3 separate regions of the Mus musculus genome follow, and regions 1 and 3 are each linked to region 2. The links are chromatin contacts, called in public promoter capture Hi-C maps. All regions are on one chromosome and are shown on one strand. The core of a region is the stretch at or near the end of the contact, and the rest is flanking DNA. Distances in the headings are between cores, read along the strand shown.

What was found. Promoter capture Hi-C pulls out the DNA fragments that hold promoters and counts their contacts.
Region 1: a contact with region 2 is called in a promoter capture Hi-C map of macrophages, with 5 read pairs. The contact joins the enhancer-like site here to the promoter of Btbd6 in region 2. A contact is called at or near these places in 9 of 39 promoter capture datasets (the C10 cell line, the HPC-7 cell line, cranial neural crest and 6 more), 1 of 15 datasets of contacts at CTCF or cohesin (CD8 T cells), 5 of 484 Hi-C or Micro-C datasets (the AtT-20 cell line, the C10 cell line, embryonic stem cells and 1 more), 1 of 115 datasets of contacts at active chromatin or transcription factors (embryonic stem cells) and 3 of 9 other capture datasets (adipose tissue, liver and pancreatic islet).
Region 3: a contact with region 2 is called in a promoter capture Hi-C map of macrophages, with 8 read pairs. The contact joins the promoter of Pacs2 here to the promoter of Btbd6 in region 2. A contact is called at or near these places in 12 of 39 promoter capture datasets (3T3-L1-derived adipocytes, the HPC-7 cell line, cranial neural crest and 7 more), 1 of 15 datasets of contacts at CTCF or cohesin (CD8 T cells), 9 of 484 Hi-C or Micro-C datasets (CD4 T cells, CD8 T cells, embryonic stem cells and 4 more), 10 of 115 datasets of contacts at active chromatin or transcription factors (CD8 T cells, the SCID.adh cell line, embryonic stem cells and 5 more) and 3 of 9 other capture datasets (adipose tissue, liver and pancreatic islet).

What each region holds. Positions count from the first base shown.
Region 1 is chr12:113,028,906-113,033,269 of GRCm38.p6, forward strand. The region is part of intron 1 of Pacs2 (phosphofurin acidic cluster sorting protein 2); the gene reads left to right. Among named protein-coding and RNA genes, the nearest start is that of Pacs2, 17 kb to the left of the region's middle. Within about 2 kb of position 2,731, at least 105 of the 459 cell types and tissues checked have an H3K27ac peak or open chromatin away from gene starts, as enhancers often do. A contact at or near this core is called in adipose tissue, liver and macrophages, where this site is marked.
Region 2 is chr12:112,974,195-112,978,790 of GRCm38.p6, forward strand. It overlaps Btbd6 (BTB (POZ) domain containing 6), which reads left to right and starts at 2,369. Exons shown (of 4, transcript NM_201646.2): 1 at 2,369-2,788; 2 at 2,865-2,955; 3 at 3,059-3,177; 4 at 3,310-4,596. The coding sequence starts at 2,412. The coding sequence ends at 4,342. The region is part of intron 5 of Brf1 (BRF1, RNA polymerase III transcription initiation factor 90 kDa subunit); the gene reads right to left.
Region 3 is chr12:113,012,969-113,017,554 of GRCm38.p6, forward strand. It overlaps Pacs2 (phosphofurin acidic cluster sorting protein 2), which reads left to right and starts at 1,540. Exons shown (of 24, transcript NM_001081170.1): 1 at 1,540-1,714. The coding sequence starts at 1,596.

The DNA of each region.
Region 1 (4,364 bases), core at 1,481-3,980, 55 kb after region 2:
TGCTGGCATTGGTTTTTGTTCTTTTGGGACTCGTTTGCCGTGTATGAACATAGCTTTTCCTGTTCTGGTTTAAGCATTTTTCCTTTTGCTGCCCAGTCCCTCTGGGATGGAAGCTGCTTGGTCACTCCCCTTGAGGCCTCATGAGCAGCAAGCCCAGTCCAGGCCATCTGTCTGTGAGGCCGCACGTCTCACCCGAGCTCTGGAGCCCAGCTGTTCATGGACAGTTGTTTCCTCTGCCCCCGTGAGCTCTGCTTGAGAAGTGTGGTCATTGTTCCCTAAATCTTCAGCCCTGAGCACAGGTGCCTCTGCCAACTGAGTTGGTGAGGCTCTTGGCTCTGTGGACATCATCACAGCGAGTGGGAAGCCCTAACGAGCTCAGTCCACCACGTTCAGGATTTGCTTATGTGGTCTGAGTGGAGGTTTTGCGGAGGCAGCTGGGTATTGGAGCCTCCCTGAAGGGATGCTTGGACATTTGCTGTGAAGCCCTTACTGTATGGATCCTGCTCTGTGGCTGTAACAGCTGGGCAAGAAGTGCAGATGAGGCATAGGGCCTAGCTGAGCCCTGAGTGATTGTGGGATCCCCGTGGCTCAGCCTCAGATAGGTGCAGGGGAAGTCGTGGTCCTGCATTTTCTCCCAGGTGGCCCTGGAGTCTGAGATTCTGGTGTGTGAATCTTTTACTACACAGTGGTTCACTGCTTACTCTTCCTCGTACGTCCTAGTTGAAGCAGATCTGATTTTTTTTTAAAGATTTATTTATTTATTTATTATATGTAAGTACACTGTAGCTGTCTTCAGACACTCCAGAAGAGGGCGTCAGATCTCGTTGCAGATGGTTGTGAGCCACCATATGGTTGCTGGGATTTGAACTTCGGACCTTCGGAAGAGCAGTCGGGTGCTCTTACCCACTGAGCCATCTCACCAGCCCCCCAGATCTGATTCTTAACAGTGTCCATCCTAAATATCTTTCTTCTGTGGGGTCAGGAGGATCTTATTTTTAGGGCATGCCTGGAGTGTGTGCACTATTGTGTTGCCTTCGTGCTGCTCCTTACCTCTACTGACCCATGACCCCAGTAAGCAACTGGAAGACACACGCCTGACCCTTCCTCGATCCTTGCTTTTCAACTCCTGCTGGTACTCTTGAGGCTGACCTGTTACCCCAGGCACCTCCACTGTGTCCTCCACAGTGCCTTGTATCCAGAGGTGTTGGTTTGTCTTACCAGGGGTACTGCCTTGTTGGAGGTGTTCCTGTATGGATCTGTATTGGAAGCCGTGGTGTAGGACAGTCAGCCGAGAGGGCTGGTCAGGCCCTGTGCTGCAAACTGTCACTTTGGACTGTTCTGCCCCAGCTGGTGCCAGCCAGCTGTGGAGGTGTTGTTAAAGCAGTCTGGGACACACCTGGGACAGGCAGCCTCGGGTGACTCCTTAGAGAGCTGAGCATTTGAGTTAGTCAGACCCTTTGGTGACACAGGAGCCTGAGAACAGCCGTTTATGAGGCTGAGGGGAGAATGGTTTACTTTGCTCAGCTTCAGAGGAGAGCACAGCTATTTACCTTGTGACGGACAGGAAGCAAAGAGCACTCCTGTGCTACAGGCTCGCTCCTCTTCCTTCCCTGTCCCACCTGCTTCCAACTGCCTATGGTGCCTCTCACACACCCTCATAGCAAACCTAGAGGTATACTAGTCTCTTAGGGGTTTTCCATAGCCAGGCAGATGATGTTGGAGAGTAGCTGCCACAAGGTTGAAGGCACGGGAAACAGCATCCATTCACACCCAGCACAGGGTGTCCCATTCTTTTTGATTGTTTTTGAGACAGGCTGTTACTTAGTATGGTCTGGCCTGGAACTGAATATATGGTGAGCTTGGCCTTGAACTCCTGATGGTCCTAAGTACTGGGATTACAGTTGTGTACCAACACACCTGGCTTGCATTCCCGTTGTTGTCCACCCTTCACCCTCTGCCCCATGAACTGCTGTGGGAGGGACAGGAGAAAGGTGTTGGCACTTCAGTCTAGAGGTCTAGATGTTCCCAGGCTGGTGGCTCCCAGACTCTCACCTTCCTGGTTGGAGACATCTCTTGTGGCTGCAGACAAGATGGTTGCTCAGGCCAGAGGCCTGCTGTTCCTTGTACCCCATGAACATTGCCACGAAGGACATGTCAGATGCCTGCACTCACAGCCTCTGTCTATGAAGGGAACCTCCTCAGGCCCTGCCTGCCTCGACACTGAATGAATGCTGGCTTGTGGAGGTTGTGGGTGACTTTGAGGTGAATGTGGCTTTGGGCCTGGCCCACACCGAGCCCGGCCTGTCTTCCTCTGATATGACCAGTTGCAGGGCAGGGCTCCCTACAGTGTCCTACAGCAGGGCTCTGCACATCTCTTCCTTCCTGCGACGTGTCTTTTCTCCCTCCGTAGTGCCTCCTAAAAGGTGGCCCAGATCATAGATCAGCCGAGTGCTGAGGCTTGTGGAGCCTGCCTTCCCACGCAACCCTGGGAAGCCTTCTCAGGAGGTCTGGAAGGAAACAGCTATCCCCACCACAAGGCTAACTGCAGCCTAGGCTGGCCTCTGTCCTGTTTGAAGCCCTAGTCTCCATGTTAACTCTCGCTGTTAACATGACAGAAACATCTTTAAGGAGGAAACTTGCTTTCAAGTTTGAGATGTTTCAGTTCCTGACTTTTAGAGCTGTGGGGAAGCAGAACAGAAAGGCCAAAGGGTGTGGTAGAGACTACTCGCGGGGTGGGAGGGACGGGCCACGTCAAGATGGACTCTCCAGGGTGACCTCTTTCCTCCAGCCATGACTCCTCCTTTCAGAGTTCCATAATCTTCCAATTTTGTATCTGCCAGTGGTTCATTGATGAGACCAGCCCTCTCATGACCTAGTAGTCCCTGGAAGGACCTCACCGGCCACTCCAGAACTGTGCTCTAATAATCTCTTAGGCATCTCAGTCCAGTCAAACTAACGATCAAGACTGTCACAACCTCACAATGGCATGCCCGTGTGTGACACAGGAGATAGAAGTAGAGGGGAGAGACACTCCCCTTCTGTCAGCCATCATGTGCACAGCACACTCGCATACCTGAGGCTTCTGGCTTGTGATAGAAGAATGGGATGGTCCCTGAGCTGAAGGATCCAGGCAGGCCCTGTTGATCTGAGGGCACAGCCTCCTGATGGCAGGATCCCAATTATTTGATGCTGGTGGCTCCTCGGTGGAATGGTGGAACACATGGCCAATGCAGCCCCACTTTGAGTTCTGTGTTCTAGCCTCACCCACAGAGCCCCTTCGGAGCTTGCCTACAATCCCAGCAGAGAGTACGCAAATGGCTCCTCCTTGTTGACTGTGCTGTCTGCCGCCTTTGCCCTGGTCCCAGGACTGAGTGGTACTATCTGTTCCTCTTCTCCACCACCTGCCTTGATGGGGCTGGCCTCTGATGGGGTGAGGTGGGAATGTAGTAACACAGTGGTTGGAGGGTATCTGGCCTGGTTACGGCCCGCTGACCCTTGCCTTCTATAGAAGCTGCCCTGGCCCTGAGTGCTGGCCAGTGGGGGACATTGGGAAGCACTCTTGAACTTCTTTTCTCATTAACCAGGGGCAACCAAGTCCAGATAAGGTCCAGGCACTGAGGAGAAAACTGAGCTGAGCCGGTGAGGCCGGCAGCTGCCCCAGGCCACACAGGTACATTTCTGGCTCGAGGTTAGCAGGTGCTCAGGGTGCAGTGAGTGAGCCCATAGCCTCTCGTAGAACCTACTCCCCCAGGACTGTCAGTCACACTGTGCCTTTTAACAAGAGAACTGGCAGACTTGCATATACAGTCCTGACACTTGGACACACACAGGGGTAGGCACCACCCTGCTTGGCCTCCAGGGTGCTGGCATGTGGTATTTCTCTGCCCACAGGGCATGAGAACAAATGGCCAGCTGCCACCACAGACCCAGCTCCCACGTGGCCAGGCATGCATGAGGGGGCTGCGCCTGGAACAAAAGGCCCTTCAGTTTTTCCTCCAACAAACATAGGGTCAGCAGGTTTGGGGGCCTGAGATTTAGTCCTTTGTGAGACAGAGCTCATAAGCTCTGTGTGCCATCACATGCCTGAGGGAAAGGTGGCAATCGGTGTTTGTAGAGGGCTGCCAAAGTGCTTTCCACAGTGCTGTCAGGGCAGTGCAGAGTCTGGGCTAGGCTATTCTCTGGTAGTGAATGGGCATACTTTGATGGAGGGGATCCTGGTCATGGCTGCATAGAGGACACTTCTGTAAAGCGTTCCCTGGTCAGAGCTTAGGCAGTAGGGAGTGAGGGCTAAGTAAAACTAGCCAGTCACAGAACAGAGGGAAAAGGACACCGGCTGCTGAGAATTGACATTCCGAGGCACTGTC
Region 2 (4,596 bases), core at 1,119-3,618:
ACTTCTGCTCAGGTCTGAGAAGCAGGCAGCTTGGAGAGCACTGGCAATAACAACAGAGGAGGGGCTGGGGTGGCTCAGCCTCTTGGAGAAGCTGGGAGAAGGAATCAATCCGTCTAACTTGTCTTTCCAGACAGCAGGAAGGGAAAGAAATGGAGGTCAGCTGCTGACTGGTCCCCAGCCCTCCTTCCAGGCTAACTGACTTCTACAAAGGGAATCCATGAGACCGACCACATAGACAAGGACCCACTCCAGCTCACACAGACTCAAGAGAAAAACGCTGAGACTCTGCCTTGTGACTGGGAAGATGGGTAGGGAGGACCCTCGGGTTCTGGAATCTGAGGCCAGCCTAGAGAGCACAGATAGACCCCACATCTTACAAAAGCAAAACACTACAGAAGGACTTCGGGGTGGGGTTAAATGAGCAGAGAAGATGGAGGTCCTGAAGCAGCCTACTTTATCTTCTTTAAGTAGTGGAGTCTGTCTGCACATGGGGACAGAGCTGCAGTCATGCAATGCAAGGACACTGGAAACAGAAATGTCTAAACCAAAGGAAGGGAAGAAGATGACGTCTGGGGAAAGGACTAAGGTGGATACACGTCAGCAGACTACATTTACTAAATAGACTTTAAATTCTCTGTCTCACAAAGTAATCCTTTTGCACGGTCTGTGGAAGTTATGAAGATGGCACGTGTATTAAAGAACAAAGAAACCAAGACGGGCCTGATGACTCATGCTTGTAATCCCAGCACCCAGGAGGCAGAGGCACGTGGATCTCTAGGAATTCAAGGCCAGCCTGGTCTACATAGAGAGCTCCAGGACAGTCAGGGCTGCACATCGAGACCCCGTCTCAAAAAAAGCAAACAAATAAAGGGGGCGGGGAGGACACAAGATGTAAGGGCAGTCTCTTCAGCAAACAGGCTGGAAACAAAGTTTACTGTCACATGTAGTACTCTGCCCAAACAGACCAAAGGTGTACACATTAAAAAGATAACAACAACCACCACCAATAGCAAAACCATGGAGAACACAGAGCAATGATTTAACACAAGCAAAAACAGACAAACATAGTAACTTCAGACTGCAAAGAATCAATGCAGCAAAGGAGTCTGTCCAGTCAAGACAACCACAAAAAAGGGAGAAAGCATCTGTCCTAAAGACTGAGCTCAATGCAGTGAAGAAGCAGACTGATTGGAAAGTGGGCAAACGACTCATGGAGGTACTTCTTCCAAGAAGATATACAAATGACCAAGAAACACAGAAAGGTTGACATCAGCAATCAAGATTCCACCTCATATCCACTAGCATAGCCTCTATAAAACCCAGAACATTATAACAAGGTTTACCCAGGATGAGGGAAAAGAGCAGTGCACGCTGTGGAGGACTGATAAATAATACAAGCACGAACAAAGGCCATTGCAAAGTTTGCTCAAACAAGTAACTGTATCTGGACAGTGATGGTGCACTCAGGAGGCAGGCAGGCAGATCTGAGGCTAGCTCCAGGACAGTCAGCGCTACACAGAAAATCCCTGTCTCAAAACCTAAGGGGCGGGGGGAGCACGAAGCACTGGATATGACTCAGTGCTTAAGAGTGGTTATTGCTCTTGCTGAAGAGCCAGCACCCATCTACCCACAGCTCACAGCTCACAACCATCTGTATCTCTAGTCTTAGGAGATCCAACAGCCTCTCCTGGCCTTTGCAAACACCAGGTACAGGCAAAACATCCACATCCATAAAATAAAAATGAGAAATCAAGAGCTACCATTTTATCCAATCATCTCACTTCTGGATAAAGACCCAAAGAATTGCAATTAGGATCTGGAAAGGATAAAATTGCCTCCCTATGGTCAGCACAACTGGGATATAGAGTTGATATATACACGGTTGGATAAACTGGCAAACAAAATGTAACCCATTGGAGTAGTCAACTTAGAAAGGAAGGTCTATGTAGAAAGTTTGAGGTCACCCTGTGGCACATGAGGTCTAGACTCATGACAGAAAAAGAAATTCCGACATAACAGGTGTACTGCCCTTGACTTTGTGCTCTGTTAAAGAAGCTGTACACAAAAAGGGAGATCAAGCCTTGCGTTAGAGACTCATTTCCTCCACGAAGAAAAGCTAGCTGGGTCAGGTGATTTTTCAAAGCCTGAGCTGTTGGAAAAAAAATCTCATTTCTGAGTGATAGAAGGTGCAACCACAACTCGCCCTTAAACCTGGGCACCCGGGCGGAGCTTCAACACCTCCCCCAGGGGCGGGGCCCTGGAACGAGGAGTCGCGTCTTGACGCACAGTGACGAGAGACGCCGGCGCCGCAGCAGTGGGTACGGGCGGGACGGCGCCCCCTGCGGCCGAGCCGCGGGCTCGGTGAGGGGTGTGGGGTGCGGGTGGGTAGCGGGCAGGGCCGGCGTGGCCCCATGCTGCTGCCGCTCGCCTGCCTGCATGGGCGGGTGGCGCAGTGCCTAACCTCCCTGCTGGTGCTCGCAGAGCCGTTTCCCAGGCCCCGTCGCGGCGCGAAGGCGCGCGGCGCAGCACCGACCAGTGCGGAGCCCGCCCCGGCAGTAGCGAAGATGGCCGCGGAACTGTACCCGCCCGCCAGTCCCTCTGCAGCTACTGCCACCGACATCGCCAACAGCAACGCGGCAGGCGCAGCCGAGAGCACGAAGGTCGGGCTTTGCTGCCCGCCCTGCCTGGCACCCGCCCCGCTGCCGCCCTTGCCCGCGCCGCCCTTGCCAGACAACAACAATCCCGAGAGCCCCAACTGGCAGTCCTTCCATCCTACGCTGCGCGAGAGGTGAGCCGCCGCCCGCCCCCGGGCTCTGGAGCCCGGGCGCGCGCCGTTCCAGCCCGTGTGCCTCTGCCCTTTGCAGGAATGCGCTCATGTTCAACAACGAGCTGATGGCTGACGTCCACTTCATCGTGGGGGCTCTGGGGGCTGCCAGGCGTGTGCCCGCCCACAAGGTGGGTAAGGGCGCAGCCCTGTCCCCTGGTGGGCCTGGCTAGGTGCGTCTCCCTGGACCTTGTTTACTGCCCTGTAGCTCAGGTGGTTTTCTTTCATCCACAGTATGTCTTGGCTGTCGGCAGCTCCGTCTTCTATGCCATGTTCTACGGGGATCTTGCGGAAGTGAAGTCAGAAATCCACATTCCCGATGTGGAGCCTGCTGCCTTCTTGGTCTTGCTAAAGTAAGTGCTGTGCGCTGGGTCTGGAAGGATGGGGTGGTTACCTTCCAATGGTCCCCTACCTGTTTGCTACAACCCCAGAGGTTGTGCAGGGGAGCCCTTGCAGCTCCCCAGGAGAGCCCCTGCCTTACGCAGGTACATGTACAGCGATGAGATCGACCTGGAGGCGGACACAGTGCTTGCCACTCTGTATGCTGCTAAGAAGTACATCGTGCCTGCCCTGGCCAAGGCCTGCGTCAACTTTCTGGAAACAAGTCTGGAAGCCAAAAATGCTTGTGTCCTGCTGTCCCAGAGCCGACTGTTTGAGGAGCCTGAACTGACCCAGAGATGCTGGGAAGTCATTGATGCACAAGCTGAAATGGCCCTGAGGTCTGAAGGCTTCTGTGAAATTGACCGGCAGACACTGGAGATCATTGTGACCAGGGAGGCCCTCAATACCAAGGAGGCTGTGGTCTTCGAGGCCGTCCTGAACTGGGCTGAGGCAGAATGTAAGAGACAGGGCCTCCCAGTCACTCCTCACAACAAGAGGCATGTTTTGGGAAGAGCCCTCTACCTGGTCCGAATTCCAACTATGACCTTAGAGGAGTTTGCCAATGGTGCCGCCCAGTCAGACATCCTGACCTTAGAAGAGACCCACAACATCTTCCTTTGGTACACTGCTGCCAAAAAGCCCCTCCTTGACTTCCCCCTGACCAAGAGGAAGGGCCTTGCTCCACAAAGGTGCCACCGCTTCCAGTCTTCTGCCTACCGAAGTAACCAGTGGAGGTACCGTGGACGCTGTGACAGCATCCAGTTTGCAGTGGACAGAAGGGTGTTCATTGCTGGGCTGGGCTTGTATGGGTCCAGCTCTGGGAAGGCTGAGTACAGCGTCAAGATTGAACTCAAGCGGCTAGGGATGGTCCTGGCTCAGAACCTCACCAAGTTTGTTTCAGACGGATCCAGCAACACTTTCCCAGTCTGGTTTGAGCACCCGGTCCAGGTGGAGCAGGACACCTTCTACACTGCCAGTGCTGTCCTGGACGGCAGTGAGCTCAGCTACTTTGGGCAAGAAGGAATGACAGAGGTGCAGTGTGGGAAGGTAGCCTTCCAGTTCCAGTGCTCCTCAGACAGTACCAATGGGACTGGAGTTCAGGGTGGACAGATTCCAGAGCTCATCTTCTATGCCTGAGGCGTAAGGTTGGAGTGGACTTGCCACCAGGCTCTTCCTCCATAGAGTCCACACAGTAAGTGCAGTGGAGGTGCAGGACACTTCCAGCTGCCTTACTGATACCATTCAAGGCTTGGCTTTCTCTATCAGCCAGAGTCTGAAACTTGACTTCTCACAGCCCGTGTCCGCTGACCCTAGACAGCATTCCACAGGTGGAAGGAAGACTTGGGTCCAAGGTCGTCCCCGATCCCTGCCAGTGACACCCAAGCTTCAGG
Region 3 (4,586 bases), core at 290-2,789, 38 kb after region 2:
TTGGTCACTCTTATTTCCTCCCTTGACCCTGGCTGCAATGCCTGCCTGGCGCACACAGACACAACTCATCAGACAGCCCATTCTTCTGCCTGCAAATGCACCCTTGGTCTGTCCCCAGCGCTGTCTGCCAATTGCTGAGGTCAGTGGATGCTTGTCTTTTGCTTCCAATCAAAGGCAGCCTGTCCACCAAGGCTGATGAAGCTCGGTGAACACAGCCTCTGGTTTCCTAGGTACAAGCCTTACTACTGGCCCCAATAGGGCTGCAATGTCAGACAATATTCATTTCAGCTGGCCACAGACTGACAGACCCTCTGGACTTTGTTTTACCACCCCAGCGAGTGAGGAACATGAGGAAAACACAGGTCCCCTTGTTCTCTTCAAAGCAGACTCTGGCTTTAAGCAGCTGCAGCTGTTTGCAGCTCCCATCCTGGAGTTACAGCAGGAGGCTGCCTCTGGCAGAGGAGCTCCAAATGTAGATGGCAAGGGGTTGGGGTGTCATAGCAGAGGAGGGACCACCCCCACAATGCCTTCCTGGGAAGAAAGGCAGAAAACAGGACTATTGGGTAAACCTGAAGGGCAAGGAGGGACAGCCAGGTCAGATTGATTTGAGTTAGAATTGTTTCAATAAGCTTACTAGAAGATAATAAGACATGGAACCTAGCGGGAGAAAGGCAATTGTGTAAAGCCGTGGATACAAAGAAACAAGACATGCCAGAAAAGCTTTTCCCTAAATTTGTTGACTTTGACCAAAGACAGCCAAAAAGAGGGGGAGGGACATCTGCCACTGAGAGCTTCTTCCTGAGGCCCAGAGCCTAGCCGGCCTTCTCCAGGCCATGCCTGGAATCCCCTGCCTACTGGGCCCTGCAGTCTGATCGGCCACCCGCCCCTCCTATTGGCCCAAGTTCACTGCGAGCAAGGGAGAATGCACCCTGTACCAAATATTTGAGATGCTCTTGAGAAAAACTTAAAAATAAATAAATAAAGCACTGCTGAATATAGGAGGAGGCTGGATGGGCGGAGGTTGCTGGATGGGGCAGCTAGGGAGGACAGATGGTGGCTGAAACTCCTCAAGGAATAAGGGTGGGTGGGGCCTACAGAGTGCGAGAGCCAGGCCTTAGGGGCCTGTGCGGGGACACGCAGGATGGCAACCGGATGAGAGTCACCGGGATACATGGTCACGTCCCTAGGCCCGCGGTCCGCCGCAGGGAGCGTGAGGGGTTCGTAGACCTGGTCACTCCCGCAGCCATCACGTCGCTCGCCTGAGTCCCTGAGAGGGGCACAGCCTGTGCGCCGCCGCGCGCGCTCGCTCCCGCGGCTGGGCGCCGGAGACGCCCTGGGGCGCGCGCCTCACTTCCGGTGGGCGGTGATTGGGTGCGCCGCGCGAGCCCTGCCCCGTCGACCAATAGGCGGCGCGGTGCGGCAGGGGGCGGGGCGCGGGCGCAGCCTGGACACCGCCCGCGGGCCTGCCGGACTCCCGCCGCCCGCCGGCGCCATGTGACCGCGCCGCCGCCCTCCGCGCGCCCGGCCCGCCCGCCCGCCGCGCTCCCGCGGCCCGGCGCAGCCCCAGGCCGCCGAGGGACGGCGGGGCCGGCGCCATGGCCGAGCGGGGCCGCCTCGGCCTGCCCGGCGCGCCCGGAGCGCTCAACACTCCGGTGCCCATGAACCTGTTTGCCACCTGGGAGGTGGACGGCTCCAGCCCCAGCTGCGTGCCCAGGTACGCCCCCGTGCTGCGCTTTGTCCGCGCGCACCTGCCTGCGGGCCGGGACCCCGCGCCCCCGAGCGCGCGCGGGTGACTGCAAGGCGAGGGCCGGGGCGGGGCAGCGGGCCTGTGGCTCGCCCGGCCGGTGCTCTGCCCGCACCTTGACACCTGCGTCCCGGGCCGGGCTGCGCAGCGGACCTCAGGCGGTGGAGCTCTCGGCTAGTGCCACAGCTCTCCTCCGGCGTGCAGCGGCACTGTCACACCCCAGAGGCCTGGGCCTGAGGCTCCCGGGACACGCCGCTGTCTCCTCTCCATCTACCCTGCGGGTGAGGTCTGCGCTCTCTTCACCTGTCGGCCTTGTGTCCGGCGTTGTGACGAGAGCTCCCGAGACCGTTGTACTCTTTGCTTGGAGCTGTTAATTTTGCCGTTGCACAAGCCTGGTCTTTCTCCCCTGGGTAGGCGACCTCCTCCTCGCCCCGTGGAAAGGGTTAGACAAAATTTACCCGCTGGGCGGACACTGTGGCCACCCATCTCTGTGTGGACTACAGCTTCCCATTCTAGTGCCCAGCTTGAAACTTTTGTGATTTCTTGACTTGGCTCCTACTCGGGAGCTTCAGCTAGTGAGAGAAAAGAGGAACTCTAGACACCAGGTTGAGGGCGCTCCAGGCTTCCCTCTGGGGAGTCAGGGAAAGTGGCCTTATCACCAAAGAGCCTTCCAGGCACAGAACTTGGACAGTGTGCCCTGGAGGGGGATCTGAGTAGAGAGATGCTAGGAAGGAGAAGGGGAACTTTCTGTGTTCTTTCAGCAGGCCTCTGAGTGTGGTGTTGGGGGTACAGAGGCCACTAGATAGTGGTTTTACCCTTCTAGAATGCACAAGGCCCTCTGGGTCTGTCTGTGGCTTTGGGAAAGGAAGGATGGATCTGAGGGGCATCTGGAGGACTGAGACCTGAGGGTCAGCTTTTGCCTCAGTGGGAGCATCTCCCAGGCCCCTAAAGCAGGGTGGGGGGAGGGAGAGATGAACTGATCTCCACACTTAATTCTGGCTCTCTACAGCATTGCCCTGAGACTTCACACTGGCCCTTGAATTCCTTTAGCAGTCTCTGAGTTCCCTTAATGAGAGCCAAGGGTCCCCATGCCCCCCACCCCATACACCAGTCAGCCTTTCTCTTTCTCCCTCCCTCTTCTGTTCCCCCTTCCTTCTTTTTCAGAAACACTGAGGCTGTTTGAACTCCTATGCTCTTGTGATCCACATCCCCAACACACACTTGAACTTCTTTTAGAGTTAGAACCGCAGATACAGGTAGCACACTCACCTAAGACTGGAGCCTAAACCTAGTAAGGAAAGGGAGAGAGGCCATTTCCTTTAAAGGTGGACGATTTTTTTTTTCTTTTGAGACAGGGTTTTGCTTTGTAGTCATGAATGGCCTTGAACTTGTTTTTGTAACCCAGGGTGGCCTTGAGCTCTCAGTCCTCCTGCCTCTGCCTCCTGTGTACAGGGATTATAGGCATGCGCACCGTGCCTGCTGTGGTCTGTGTTCTTGAAGATCCTTTTTCCACAGGAGAAGGTAGGGGTCAGGGAAGGCTGGTGGAGGACAGGCTTACACAGAGAGGAAGATGTGAAAGGGGTGAGCAGCAGCAGGTGTTGGGGTGCTCTGGGTGTTGGGCTGGACAGAGACTTTCTCTGGAGGGGTGAGGACCTTGGTCAGGTGGAGCAGATGTTCTGTGTGTTAAAGTATAGAGTGTCAGGACAGTGTTGCATGTTTTCTGACCTGTGTCCTCCTCTGCTCTGCTGCCAGAGGTGCTCACCCTCAGGACTTAGCACACACCTTCTGCACTCAGTCAGCACTCAGCACTCACCCTCAGCACTCAGTCAGCACTCACCTTCAGCACTCATCCTCAGCACTCAGTCAACACTCAGCACTCTCTCTCAGCACTCGCACTCAGCATTCAGCACTCAGTCAGACTCACCCTCAGCACTCAGCACTCACCCTCAGCACTCTCTCTCAGCACTCGCACTCAGCATTCAGCACTCAGTCAGACTCACCCTCAGCACTCAGCACTCACCCTCAGCACTCTCTCTCAGCACTCGCACTCAGCATTCAGCACTCAGCACTCACCCTCAGCACACACCCTCTGGCCACTTGCTGTGCAGTGCTGTGCTTTGGGCACTCGCTGCAGACAGGATCAGGATTGTGTTCCCTGGTTCCCTGGTTCCCTGCTGGCTTTGGTTGTCTTTCCCGAGCTACGGCTGTGCTGGTGGCTGACGCACATTGATTGCTGCATACACTCCTCAGAGTGATAACACCTGGATTTCTGCTGCGGGGTGTTGTCAGGTTTTACCTGGCTACAGCTCTGCCATGGCCACCGCAGAGAAGGTTTTCTTATGAATCTCCTGTGTGCATGCCTGTCCCTGAGGCAGACAGGACTGCCTTGATCACGTTTTGTCAAGTAGGAGGATTTAGGGGTGTGGGTGTGTGTTCGCTTGGTGTTACTATTCGGTTGCTTCCTAAAACAGTTGTGCCAGCTCCAGCCCCCATCATCAGGGCGAGAATCCTCACTGTCTTGCGTTCTTGCCAGGCTGGTGGGTGTGAAACAGTGCTGTGGTTTTAGTTTGAGTTTCTCTGATTATGAATCTAGACCATTTGTATTTCCTTGTTAGTGAAATTCAGTCGTGTCTTTTGCCAATTTTTCTTTCTCCTTTTTCCCTACTTGAGTCTTAGCAAATTCTATAGGGGATAGTAATCTTTTCTCACCTTATTCTATAGGGGATAGTAATCTTTCTTTTCTCACCTTCAGCTGTTGAGATGCCCCCTTCAATTAATTGCCTGTATCTGTCAGGGTTGCCCTGGCGTATAGGGGTGCTGAGGTGGGGGTGGTATCCTTTCT